Regions from separate parts of the Oryctolagus cuniculus genome. Here region 1 is linked to region 2. A link is a contact called in public Micro-C data. All regions are on one chromosome and are shown on one strand. Each heading gives the region's core, a stretch centred on a gene start, on an enhancer-like site or on the middle of the called end of the contact. The rest is flanking DNA. Distances are from core to core; before and after follow the strand shown.

The links. Hi-C and Micro-C count contacts between places; a contact is called where the count stands out from the background.
Region 1: a Micro-C map of ear pinna shows a contact between it and region 2, with 5 times the contacts expected there. The contact joins the promoter of MRNIP here to the enhancer-like site in region 2. A contact is called at or near these places in 3 of 6 Hi-C or Micro-C datasets (ear pinna, psoas muscle and an unstated tissue).

Annotation. Positions count from the first base shown.
Region 1 is chr6:67,620,163-67,626,218 of mOryCun1.1, reverse strand. MRNIP (MRN complex interacting protein) reads right to left here and starts at 2,795. Exons shown (of 7, transcript XM_008274980.4): 1 at 2,640-2,795. The coding sequence starts at 2,705. It overlaps TBC1D9B (TBC1 domain family member 9B), which reads right to left. Exons shown (of 22, transcript XM_070076510.1): 22 at 5,822-6,056.
Region 2 is chr6:67,385,234-67,390,510 of mOryCun1.1, reverse strand. RASGEF1C (RasGEF domain family member 1C) reads right to left here. Exons shown (of 15, transcript XM_070075815.1): 15 at 4,530-5,154. The coding sequence ends at 5,130. Among named protein-coding and RNA genes, the nearest start is that of RNF130, 41 kb to the left of the region's middle. Within about 2 kb of position 3,565, at least 1 of the 8 cell types and tissues checked has an H3K27ac peak or open chromatin away from gene starts, as enhancers often do. A contact at or near this core is called in ear pinna, where this site is marked.

The DNA.
Region 1 (6,056 bases), core at 1,546-4,045, 240 kb before region 2:
AAATTGTTTCCTGGCTTTTTATTTCTATACTAAGCTGAGGAAAAGAACCCACAAGACTTGCTCTGGCCATTGCCTTCCCCTCTGTGACTGTAACATGGGCGCCAGTTTGTGTTCCGGCCGCTCCACTTCTGATCCAGCTCCCTGCTAATGGCCTGGGAAAAAGCAGCAAAAGATGGTCCAAGTGTCTGGGTCCCTGCCACCCCCCTGGGAGACACTGGCTTTCGCCTGGCCCAGTGCTGGCTGTTACAACATCTGGGGAGCAAACCAGTGGATAGAGCATATCTATTTTCTCTCCCTCTCTCTATGTAACTGACTTGCAAAATAAATCTTAAAAAAAAAAAAAAAAAAAAATGAGGCCGGCGCTGCGGCTCACTAGGCTAATCCTCCGCCTGCAGCGCCAGCACCCAGGGTTCTAGTCCCGGTTGGGGTGCCGGTTCTGTCCCGTTGCTCCTCTCCCAGTCCAGCTCTCTGCTGTGGCCCAGGAGGGCAGTGGAGGATGGCCCAAGTGCTTGGGCCCCTGCACCTGCATGGGAAACCAGGAGGAAGCACCTGGATCCTGGCTTTGGAATGGCACAGCACACTGGCTGTGACGGCCATTTGGGGGGTGAAGCAATGGAAGGAAGACCTTTCTCTCTGTTTCTCTCTTTCACTGTCTAACTCTGCCTGTCAAAAAAAAAAAAAAAAAAAAAAAAAAAAAAAAAAAAAAGAGAGAGAGAGAACAGAGTATTCAATAAGTGGTGCTGGGAAAACTGGTTATTCATATAAAACTAAATCAATTTAGACCTCTACCACTTGTGGTTCTCAAAAAAAAAAAAAAATCCTGTAACATTTACCTTTGATTCTTGATAAGCCTGACCAGATGGGTTCTCACTGAATATAAAATATCTGAAACCCAGCATGAAAAGCTAGAGTCACTACTGGTATTCCCATGACAGCCAGTAACATGATGAGGATCCCAGTATTATTTACCACTGTTTCTAGGGGCTGGCGCTGTGCCATAGCCAGTAAAACTGCTGCTTGCAGTGCTGGCATCCTATATGGACACCAGTTCTAGTCCCGGCTGTTCCTCTTCTGATCCAGCTCTCTGCTAAGGCCTGGGAAAGCAGTAGAAGATGGCTCAACTCCTTGGGCCCCTGCACCTGCATGGGAGACCCAGAAGTTCCCGGCTCCTGGTCTCAGGGCCCAGTGCCGGCCATTTTGGCCAGTTGTGGAGTGAAGCAGTGGATGGAAGATTCTCTCTCTACCTCTACCTCTCTGTAACTCAGATAAACAAATAAATTGTTTTTTAAAAAAGAGAACATACTAAGGCATGAAAATTATTATTTACAGATAAACATTAATCATTATTTATAGTTATCACTAGATGATATTTTTAATCTGAAAATCAAAGAATGAAATGAGAAATTACTGAAAACAGTTAAGAAAACTAGTAGTGGACAGGAACAAAGTTAATATAATCTACAAAAATTAATACAGCTTGTATGTAAGAAAATAACTAGTTAAATAAGACCTGGAGGAAGCTCCTGGTTTCCACCAGGCCAAGGCCCTGCTGCTGCGGCTCTCTGAGGAGTGAAGCAGCAGACAGATCTCTGTCTCCCCTCCCTCCCCATCCCTCTGCCTAGCAGAGGCCGGGAGCCAGGGGCTTCTTTCACATCTCTCCCTCTCTGCCTTTCAATAAATAAAGTCTACAGAAAACCCGCAAAGGCACACCATCACTGGTGAGCAGTTCACTGGGGACAGTACGGTGTCACAAGATCTTCAGAGCGGCGCAGTCTGCCTCCGCCACTGAGCAGCTGCTGAGACCGCGCCGCCTCGCCCTTCTCTCGGGATGGGAGCGATCCTGGATGCAGGGGTGGTGCCCACCGCACAGCCGCTCTGCAGTCAGCTGCGTTCCTTTCCTCTGCTCGCAAATCACCTTCCACAGAGCTGAAAATGCCCACGAGTGCCTCGCTACATCACAGACGTGTAACAAATTAAAAACGCAAGTGACTTCCACGAAGTCTCAACTCCTAAAACACACCTGGAAAAGGGCAATTAAAAACTTTGAGCCCCTAAAACAGCCCTTACCTAAAACAGCTTGCGTTGAACTCTTACAGATGCCTACTCAACAGCCCACTTTTTTTTTTTTTTAAGAGGAGAGTTTATTTCTAGAAGCCGGCATCTTGGGGAAAGAGAGATCAGCACATAACCAGGAAGCGAAGTCCAGCAGAGGGGCCACCCAGCAGGCCGCCGAGAAGGGGCTGAGCGACAGCCCCCGGCTCGCGGACGGAGGTCGATGCAGAGCCCCGGGAGGCCGCGAGGGGCGCCCAGGCGGCGGCCAGGAGCGCGCCAAGATTGAAGAGCGGTCGCGTCTCTGCGGTTTAAACCCAGAGCCCACGAGGGTGCCGCCCTCGGCCTGGGTTCCCCGGCCACCTGCTAGCATTCACCAGAGCCCGCCCCTTGTAGACGCCAGCACCTCGTGGTTTCTACAACCACCAAGCAAACACCTGAAGCACAAAGCCCTGGACGACGTTAGCGGGAAGCGACACCTGTAAAATCTGGCCCTGGGCAGACACGGCCCCTTCCTCGGGCCCCAGCTACCGCCACACCCCATCCACCGTCCCCGCGCGGGGGGAGGGGGAGGCCGGCGCCCACCCCACCTGGTGCACTTGGAAAAGGCGGCAGCTGCAGCACCTCAGGACTCGAAACCGCTGAGGAGCCGCCATTCGGAACCCGGCCTCCGAGAACCGCGCTCCGCCGCTTGCTCCTGCGCCCTCTTCCGGCCCCGGCCCCGCCTCGCACGCGCGTGCGCCCCGTGTGCGCGTGCGCCAGGAGCCCAGGCCCGCCCCGCCCCGCCCCGCCCGGCCCCGGCCCCGGCCCCGGCCCCGGCCCCAGCGTGCGAGAGTCTTCGCTGTCGCTCCGGGGCGCGGTCCGCCCTCGGCTGGGGTCGGGTCCTGCGGCTGCTGTGGTGTCCGGTGTTTTGGTGGGTATGGGTTAGCTGGCCACCAACTTGCTGGCTCTCCCCGGGCTGTTTCCCCTCTTTCCAAGCTGGCGGTTCTCCCTGCTCTAGCCTCTGCCCACACCTTTCCTCTACCGGAGGAGAGATACCGAGATCATAAGTGGAAGCTTAACTCTTTGAGCCACAGGAGTGATCCCCCCCTTCTTAAAAATTAAAGGTAGGGGCCCGGCATCGTGGCGTACCTGGTGAAGCTGCCTCCTGGGACACTGGCATCCCATGTCGGCCCTGGTTCATGTCCGTATGCTCGCTCTTTCTTTTCTTCTCTCTTTTAACATTTATTAATTTGAGAGGTAGAGTTACAGACAGAGAGGGAGAGACAGAGAGAAAGATCTTCCATCCACTGGTTCACTCCCCAAATGGCAGCAACCGCTGGAGCTGGGCCAATTGAAGCCAGGAGCTTCCTTCAGGTCTCCCACGTGCTGGTGCGGGGGCCCAAGCTGCTTTCCCAGGAGCAGAGAGCTGGGTCAGAAATGTAGCAGCCGGGTGCTGTGGCGCAGCATGTTAAAGCACTGGCCTGAAGTGCCGGCATCCCATATGGGCATCGGTTCTAGTCCCGGCTGCTCCTCTTCTGATCCAGCTCTCTGCTGTGGCCTGGGAAAGCAGTAAAAGATGGCCCAAGTCCTTGGGCCCTTGCATCTGTGTGGGAGACCCGGAGGAAGCTCCTGGCTCCTGGCTTCGGATAGGTGCAGCTCCGTCCATTAAGGCCATCCGTTTGGAGTGAACCAACGGATGGAAGACCTCTCTCTCTCTCTGCCTCTCCTTTCTCTGTGTAACTCTGACTCTCAAATAAATAGATAAATAAATCTTAAAAAAGAAAAGAAGTGGAGCAGCCGGGAATCAAACTGATGTCCATATGGGATGCTGGCGCTGTAGGCAGCAGCTTTACCTGCTATGTCCACAGAGCTGGCCCTTGTACATCCTTTTAAAATGGGATAGGTTAGAGCCTCTTATATTATACAACTTAATTTCTTTAGTATATTCACAAGGTTATACTTCTACATGGCATTTAAAACATTTACCCAAATCCTAACGTACTTAAATCTGATTACTAACAATTTAAGACTTGAAATCACTAAATGTGTGGGTTTCTTATGTATATCTTTTTTTTTTAAATAAAGATTTATTTATTTACTTGAAAGAGTTACAGAGAGAGAGAAGGAGAGGCAGAGAGAGAGAGAACTTCCATCCACTGGTTCACTCCCCAATTGGCCTCAATGACCAGAGCTGCACTGATCCGAAGCTGGGAGCCAGGAGTTTCCTCCAGGCCTCCCATGCAAATGTAGGGACCCAAGTACTTGGGCCATTTTCTACTGCTTTCCCGGCCTACAGCAGAGCTGGATCGGAAGTGCAGAAGCCAGGTCTCGAACCGGCGCCCATTTGGGATGCCAGTACTGCAGGCGGGCTATGCCACAGCACTGCTATGCCACAGCACTGTGTATCTTTTTATGTATACAGCCTTATGTATATCTTTTTAAAAACTTATTTGAAAGGCAGAGAGAGAGAGAGAGAGAGAGAGAGAGAGAGAAAATCTTCTATCTGCTGTTCACTCCTCAAATGCCTACAACATTGCCATGGCTAAAATCAAGAGCCAGGAACTCCATCTGGGTCTCCCACCTGAGTGGCAGGAACTCTGCTGCCTCCCAGGATACACATTAGCAGGAAACTAGACTGGAAGTGGAGGTGGGACCCCACCTAGGCACTCCAGAATGGGGTAAAGGTATTCCAAGCAGCAGCCATCCCTTTTATGTATATCTTTGTTTAATTGCATTATGGCCAAGAATGTTTTCTCTGGTATGAATCTTTTGAATTATTTTATGGCAGCTGTGTGAATACTAGGAAGGAAATTATATGGCTTAGTTTATGACTTTTTTTAAAAAAGTAGTTATTGAGTTTCCTTGATGTTATTTTATTGTGTTTGAGAATGTGTCAGGGCCAGCGTTGTGGCTCAGTGGGTTAAGCTATTGCCTGCAGCGCCAGCATCCTATATAGGTGCCTGTTCAAGTCCCATCTGCTCCATTTCTGATCCAGTTCCCTGCTAATGTGCCTGGGAACCTGTACCAAGCTAATGTGCTTGGGCCCCTGTACCTGCGTGGGAGACCCGGAAGAAGCCCCTGGCTCCTGGCGTCAGATCAGCACAGCTCCAGCTGTTGCGGGCAATTGGGGAGTGAGTCAGCAGATAGAAGACCTCTCTCTGTCCTTCCTGTCTCTGTGTAACTCTTTCAAATAAATAAATAAATCTTAAAAAAAAAAAACCTAGCCATAAAATCTATGCAAGTTAGTGGTTGCCTGAATTTGGTGGGGAAGCAGGGATTGGAGGCAAATGGGCCTGCGGAATCTTTCTGAGGTGATAAGAATGTTCTAGAATTGCACTGAGGAGTCAATTTTACAACTCTGTAAATTATAACTTGAAACACATGCATTTTATGGAATGTAAATTATACTTCAATAAAGCTATTAAAAAATAACAAAATGCAGCCCCCGGCAGGAGCATTTGGGAGCAAATGCTGGACCTTGAGGGGTGGCCTCAACTTCTGCAACCCAACCCCATTCTAGCTGAGGGCTGCAGCCCTGGCCCTGGGTCATGCCTCCTGCACCCCCACGTGTGTCCTCTGCACGGCTCAGGTCTACCTGGGCAAGTCAGTGTAAGCCCTGCCTGGCCTGGCCCAGCATCTTCCGTGTCCCAGCCAACCTACAGGGCCTTGTACTCCCCTGCCCCACCCTGATGGGTCAGGTTTCCCAACCTTGCTGACCATGGCCTGGGTGGATGTCAGGAGGCTCCAGTGGTGGGGAGGGGTCCCATTAAAGCACCGCACACAGTGTGAGTTTCATTTCCTTCACGGGTTTATTAAGGCATTGAGCACAGTGTGATTTTAGCCATGTGAAATGAAGATGAGGAATAGGTCAGGACCCGAGGGAGGTGCTTTCGGGTTCCTGACAAGGATGAGCTGGAGAAGCACACCTGGGTGCTGTGCAGCTCCCACACTAGTGCCGCTTTCCGCCCGTGTCTCTGGCAGGAGGTCCAGGCTCAGGGGCTCTCAGAAAGCACCTTCCAGTTCCA
Region 2 (5,277 bases), core at 2,316-4,815:
CACCGCAGGCAGAGGATTAACCAAGTGAGCCATGGAACCAGCCCCTTCAACTCCATTTCTTACTTGGCTGGCTGAGGTCTTCAAGTTCAAGACCTCTGTTTGGTTCTTTATCAAGATCTCTAAATTTCTCATTCATGTATGCGTTGTTTTCCTAATTTCATTAAACTGTCTGTTTCCTCTTGTGAGTCATTACCTTTCCATGCAAACATTCTTTTGCATTCTTTATCTGCTATTCTGTCAATTCCTTTTCTTTGTATTCTTTTTTTTTTTAAGATTTTATTTATTTATTTGAGAGGTAGAGTTACAGACAGAGAGAGGGAGGAACAGAGAGGAAGGTCTTCTATACGCTGGTTCACACCCCAAATGGCCACAACGGCCAGAAATGGGCCGATCCGAAGCCAGGAGCTAGGAGCCAGGAGCTTCTTCCAGGTCGCCCACGTAGGTACAGAGTCCCAAGGAGTTGGGCCATCTGCTACTGCTTTCCCAGGCCATAGCAGAGAGCTGGATCGAAAGAGGAGCAGCTGGGACTTGAACTGGCACGTGCTATACCACAGCACCAGCCCCCAATTCCTTTTCCTTGGCGTCTGTTGCTAGTTTTGGGTTCCTTCGGAGGAATTGTATTGCCTGGCTTTTTTGTAATTCCTGTGTCTCGTGTTGATAGTTGCACATCTGGTGGACCAGTTGTCTCTATCACCTTCAGACCGTGGCTTTTGTGGTAAAAGGTTTTTCTCCTGAAGATGTGTCTTTGGGTATCACTTTGGCAGGCTGCCTTGGCTTCAGCTCCAGGTGGTATAGTCTTCACTTTAACTGATGGCAGCGGCGGGCAGGGTGCTCCTTCTCAATCGCTGTGAGATTGTGTAGGTCCCACAGGGGTTTGCATGTGGACATGGGCTGGGGTCATGGGTGCATGGGCCTGCAGTGCTGGTGAGGCCTGTGGTCCAGCAGTGATAAACAGTAGCAGGGGGCCAGGGTCACAGGAACACCAGCCCACAGTACTGGTGGCTTGTGCAGGTCCCATGGTGGCTCATTGTGATGGGCTTGAGGTTGTAAGAGCACTGGTAGGCAGCCCTCGTGTGTGTGTGTGTGTGTGTGTCCCAGCGGGGACAGCAGGGGTAAGGGTGGGTAGGCTCAAGCACTGAGGGGAAGAGTCCCTACTTATGGGGTCCTTGGGACAGGATCCCTTGCTGTTCTGAATGACATGCTGTGCAGAGGCCTGTATATGCTAGGGTGCTGGGGACAGAGGTGCCCTGCTGGATCTAACTGGACTGCTGAGGTGCCAGTTCTTTTTGCTAGTGCGGTGGAGCTGTGGGCCCCAGGGCTGTGTTCAGATCCCAACAGTAACTCTTTTCTCAGGGGGGCATCCCTGCTGCAGCCCCTGCCCTGAGGCTGAGGAGGGAGACTCCGGAGCCCGTGAGGACAGCAGACTCCTGCTGTAGCTAGCACAGCCACCCTCGAGCATCTGCACTCGCCCTGTCGCTGGCCGTGGGGACCTCCCTGCACCCAGTCACGGTGGGGCAGGGTCATGGCTGCAGGCTCACTTTGCTCCCGTGTGTCTGCTGTGGTCTGGCTCCCTTCGTCCTACAGGGGTCCCTGTCTCCCTTGCTGCGTTCCAGTGTTCACTCACCTCGAGGTGCAGCTACTTAGCTGTTGCTCTGTGTGCAGCTTGTGGAAGAGCAGGCGACGGCTGGCACCTGTGTTTGGCCACCTTGAACCTCTGAATTACTGGAATTTTGTGGTACAGAATGCTTCAGTAGGTTTTGCTGATTTGACTTAGAGATTATTTTGGGAATTACCCTTTATCAAGACATTACTTGAGAGTGATTGATAATGTTAAAGGGCTTGTAACAGGCTCCACCTGCCTCCTCCTTTCTCTTTCCCATTCCCCACGGCACCTGTAGTCCCCCCTGCTGGCCGGCCCCTCAGCCCAGGCTCTGTAGTCTGGCCTGGGCCCCCTCACCACCATCTGGTGGCTTTCCCAAAACTTCTGGTTCTCCATCCCTGCATTGGGTCCCAGGGTCACCGACCATCATCATCTTTTGATTTACTTCCTCATTTTGGTGGTTCATATCTGGCCTTAGGAAAGTAACTGGGCCGCCAAATATTGGTGAAGATTAAACTGTGTCTGTGCAAGTGGGAGCTGGTGTGAGCATCCTGGGAACACGGCCCCTTTTCATACCCGTACTTAAAGCACCCTTGTTCTAGCTGTGCCAGCTTCTACGGTGGGGCAGTGCTGATTTATGTAACTCAGTTCCTGTGCACGGACACTGGGTATTTTCTGCTGTCAAATAGAAACACAGCCCACCCACCCATATGGTGGTCAGGTGCACTCCTCAGGAGTGGGGGCCTGTGACTGGGCTCTCCAGGCTGCTGAGCTGGGCTGGGCTGGGGAGCAAAGGCTGTGTCTGTAACAGAAACAGGAAGAACATGACATTTGTCACTTCTCCTTTATGCAAATAATATACTAATCTTGGATTCCCTTGGATCCCTTCACCCTCTGTAGGGCAGAAAGCAAAAGTAAGAACTATTGGGAGCTGGTTCTGCAGTGTAGCGGGTTAAGCCACTGCCTGCACAGCCAGCATCCCATATGTTAGCCAGTTCGAGTCCTGGCTGCTCTTTCTACCTCTGATCCAGCTCCCTGCTAATGTACCTGGGAAAGCAGCTGAAGATGGCCCAAGTGCTTGGACCCCTGCACCCACATCACCCAGATAAAGCTCCTGGCTCCTGGCTTCAGCCTGCCCCAGCCCTGGCCATTGCGGACATTTGTGGGGGAGTGAAGCAGCAGGTGGAAGATCTTCTCTCTCCCCCCCCCCTCAAGTAAATAAAATAAATCTTTAAAAATAATTGTAAAATTATTGGGTCAAAGGTACCAAAGACATCTTTCTAAAGCCACGTTGTCCCCATCCCCACCAGCACAGTGGCTGCCCCCGGAGCCTTCGAGGTCAACTTCATTCCCCTGGACTGGCCCCTGCCATTCCCTCAACCCCCGGCCCTGCCTTTCCTGCCATTGCGGGCTGCCCAGGCCCTCTGGGACTTCTGTGTGCTGCCCCCTTGTGGAGCAGTTCTCTCTGTGCACCTCAGATGTGCTCACTCCCAGTTGAACTTCCTGCCTCTCTGGTGCTGCCTGCAGGCCAGACTGCGATGCCCAAGGCAGGCAGCATCAGGCACAGGCAGGGGCCCCCACTGTGGCTGACAGGCCTCTTGTGTGCAGCTTTCAAGGTCTCCACACTGGCTGTGGCACAGGGCCCCAGGACCCAAACTGAGCGCTGGGGAGCAGAGCAAGAACTGTTTCCACTGAAGATGCTGCACAGCCCTGGTGCCTGGTGATGGAGTGAGGTCTGCTCTTCTCTGCTCAGAGGCTCAGAGGGTGAGAAGGAGGAGCCAGGGTTCTGGTGTGGCTTTGGTCCTTGGGTTGAGCTGGGAACCCTGTCTCCAGGGCCAGAGACTCCTGGTTGGAGCCAGGCCCTGGGCCGGCTCCACGGTGTCAGCCTAGCACTTGCCAAGCTCAGCCTAACATTCTCTGTGCTGCTTGCCCCAGTCCTGCTGGGCAGTGCTCAGTGTGGCCAGGGGCCAGGGGAGATCCTGCCAATGCCAGCAGCCCTTTCCAATATAGCCCACGGACACCAAGGGCTGAGGGGGGTGCTGGGTGGGGGTGGGGATGAGGAGATGTTTCCAGTCAATTCCTGGGATCCCCCAAAACTGCTAGGGTTTGACTCCCAAGCTTCTTCCCCCCCCCCCAAGTCTGGTGGAAGCAGAATGTGGTGTGGGGAGGGGTGGTAGCTAGGCTCCGTGGTGGCCTGGGTCCTGTTCTGCCCCAGGTCTCTGTGTTGTTGGGGCTCCCTGGGAGCTCAGATGCACGAGGGCAGGGTGGCACCCTAAGGTACAGAATGCCCACACCTCTGCTGAGCTGCCGGCTGCTGGGCCCTTCTGAGCTCCTGGATCACCGGAGTTGGCTGAGGCACCCAGTGGAACTGGCTTGCCTGCTTTGACTCTGCCTGTCTCCCAGACCTGGCAGCCGAGGTCAGGACAGCCAAGTCCAAAGCGGAAGCAGTGCCCAGCCCTTGACGGAGCTAGTGGGGGTGGGTCAGTGACCTCAGCACCTCCCCTACCACCCCCGGAGCAGGCGCCAACCAGGAGAGCAGCTGCACATCTCACTGGCTGGCTGGCTGGGTGACCCCCATCATGGGCCAGGTGGGGGTTTCAGAGCTCCATGGCCCAACCAACGTGTGAGGGGCTGGCAGTGCACAAGGGTGGGGGTCCCAAGTGGGCTGCACAGGTGCCTAAATGGCTTCATTGCCCCCAATGCTGCACAAGAGGTATCTGTCCACCAAAGGCTCACTGAGCACGGTCAGGCGCCAGCCGTGTGAGCATCCTGTGGGGCATGTGGATCGCACACAGCCACCATGGCCCCCTGAGCCTGCAGCCGTACCACACCCAGGCTGGCATCAGGAAGCCCTTCTTCTCTCAGTCAGGGCTAAGGACTCAGTGCAACCCGGCCAACAGAGGTCCAAGACATGGGCCGGACACAGACGTGCGGAATGCACCAATGCGTGTTTATACCGACCATCACTCTTACAAGGGGGCTGGGTGGCAGGGCGGTGACGCACACACTGTGGACTCTGTGACTCCAGGTGGTCACACTGATGGTTTCTCCACTGTCACCAGGAAGCCATCCCCGATGCCAGCACGGTCCAGGAAGGGGAGGGTGCACGGGCTGTGGGAACGAGCCCGCTGGGAAGGGCTGGATGGGGTCTGTCACAGACGCTGAGCTGGCATGTCTCACGTCACACCACGATGCCCACTGTGGTGGCTCTCAGGCTACCTGGCGACAGGTCATGGCGTCGGCCTCCATGGCACATGTCATTTGGTGGGATTGCAGCCACTGGATCCTTCGGGGCAGTGCCGTGTCCCCTCCCAGAATGGGCAGACTGACCAGCCACACAGTCCCAGAAGTCCTGAGGGCCGGTGTCCCCAAGGTGTGGCCCCCACGAGTGTCTCCCAGGATTGAGGTCTGACAAAAGCCCTCCAGTGTCCATGTGGTTCCTGCTGCCACCTGCTGGGCTGTCTGGGGCGGGGCCCATCAGCGGCCTCTGCTGGCTCCACGTCTTCCTCCTCCTCCAACTCAGTGCTCCTCATGTCTTCCCCAAAATAGAAGACCTGCAGATTTAAACATGAGAGTCGGCCCTGGGGTCAGACTCGTGTCCCCCAGGAGCCACCTCAGCATGCCGAGAGGAGGGGCCTCCCCTGGCCATGGCGCCATCCTTGGAGCCGCTGCTGTGA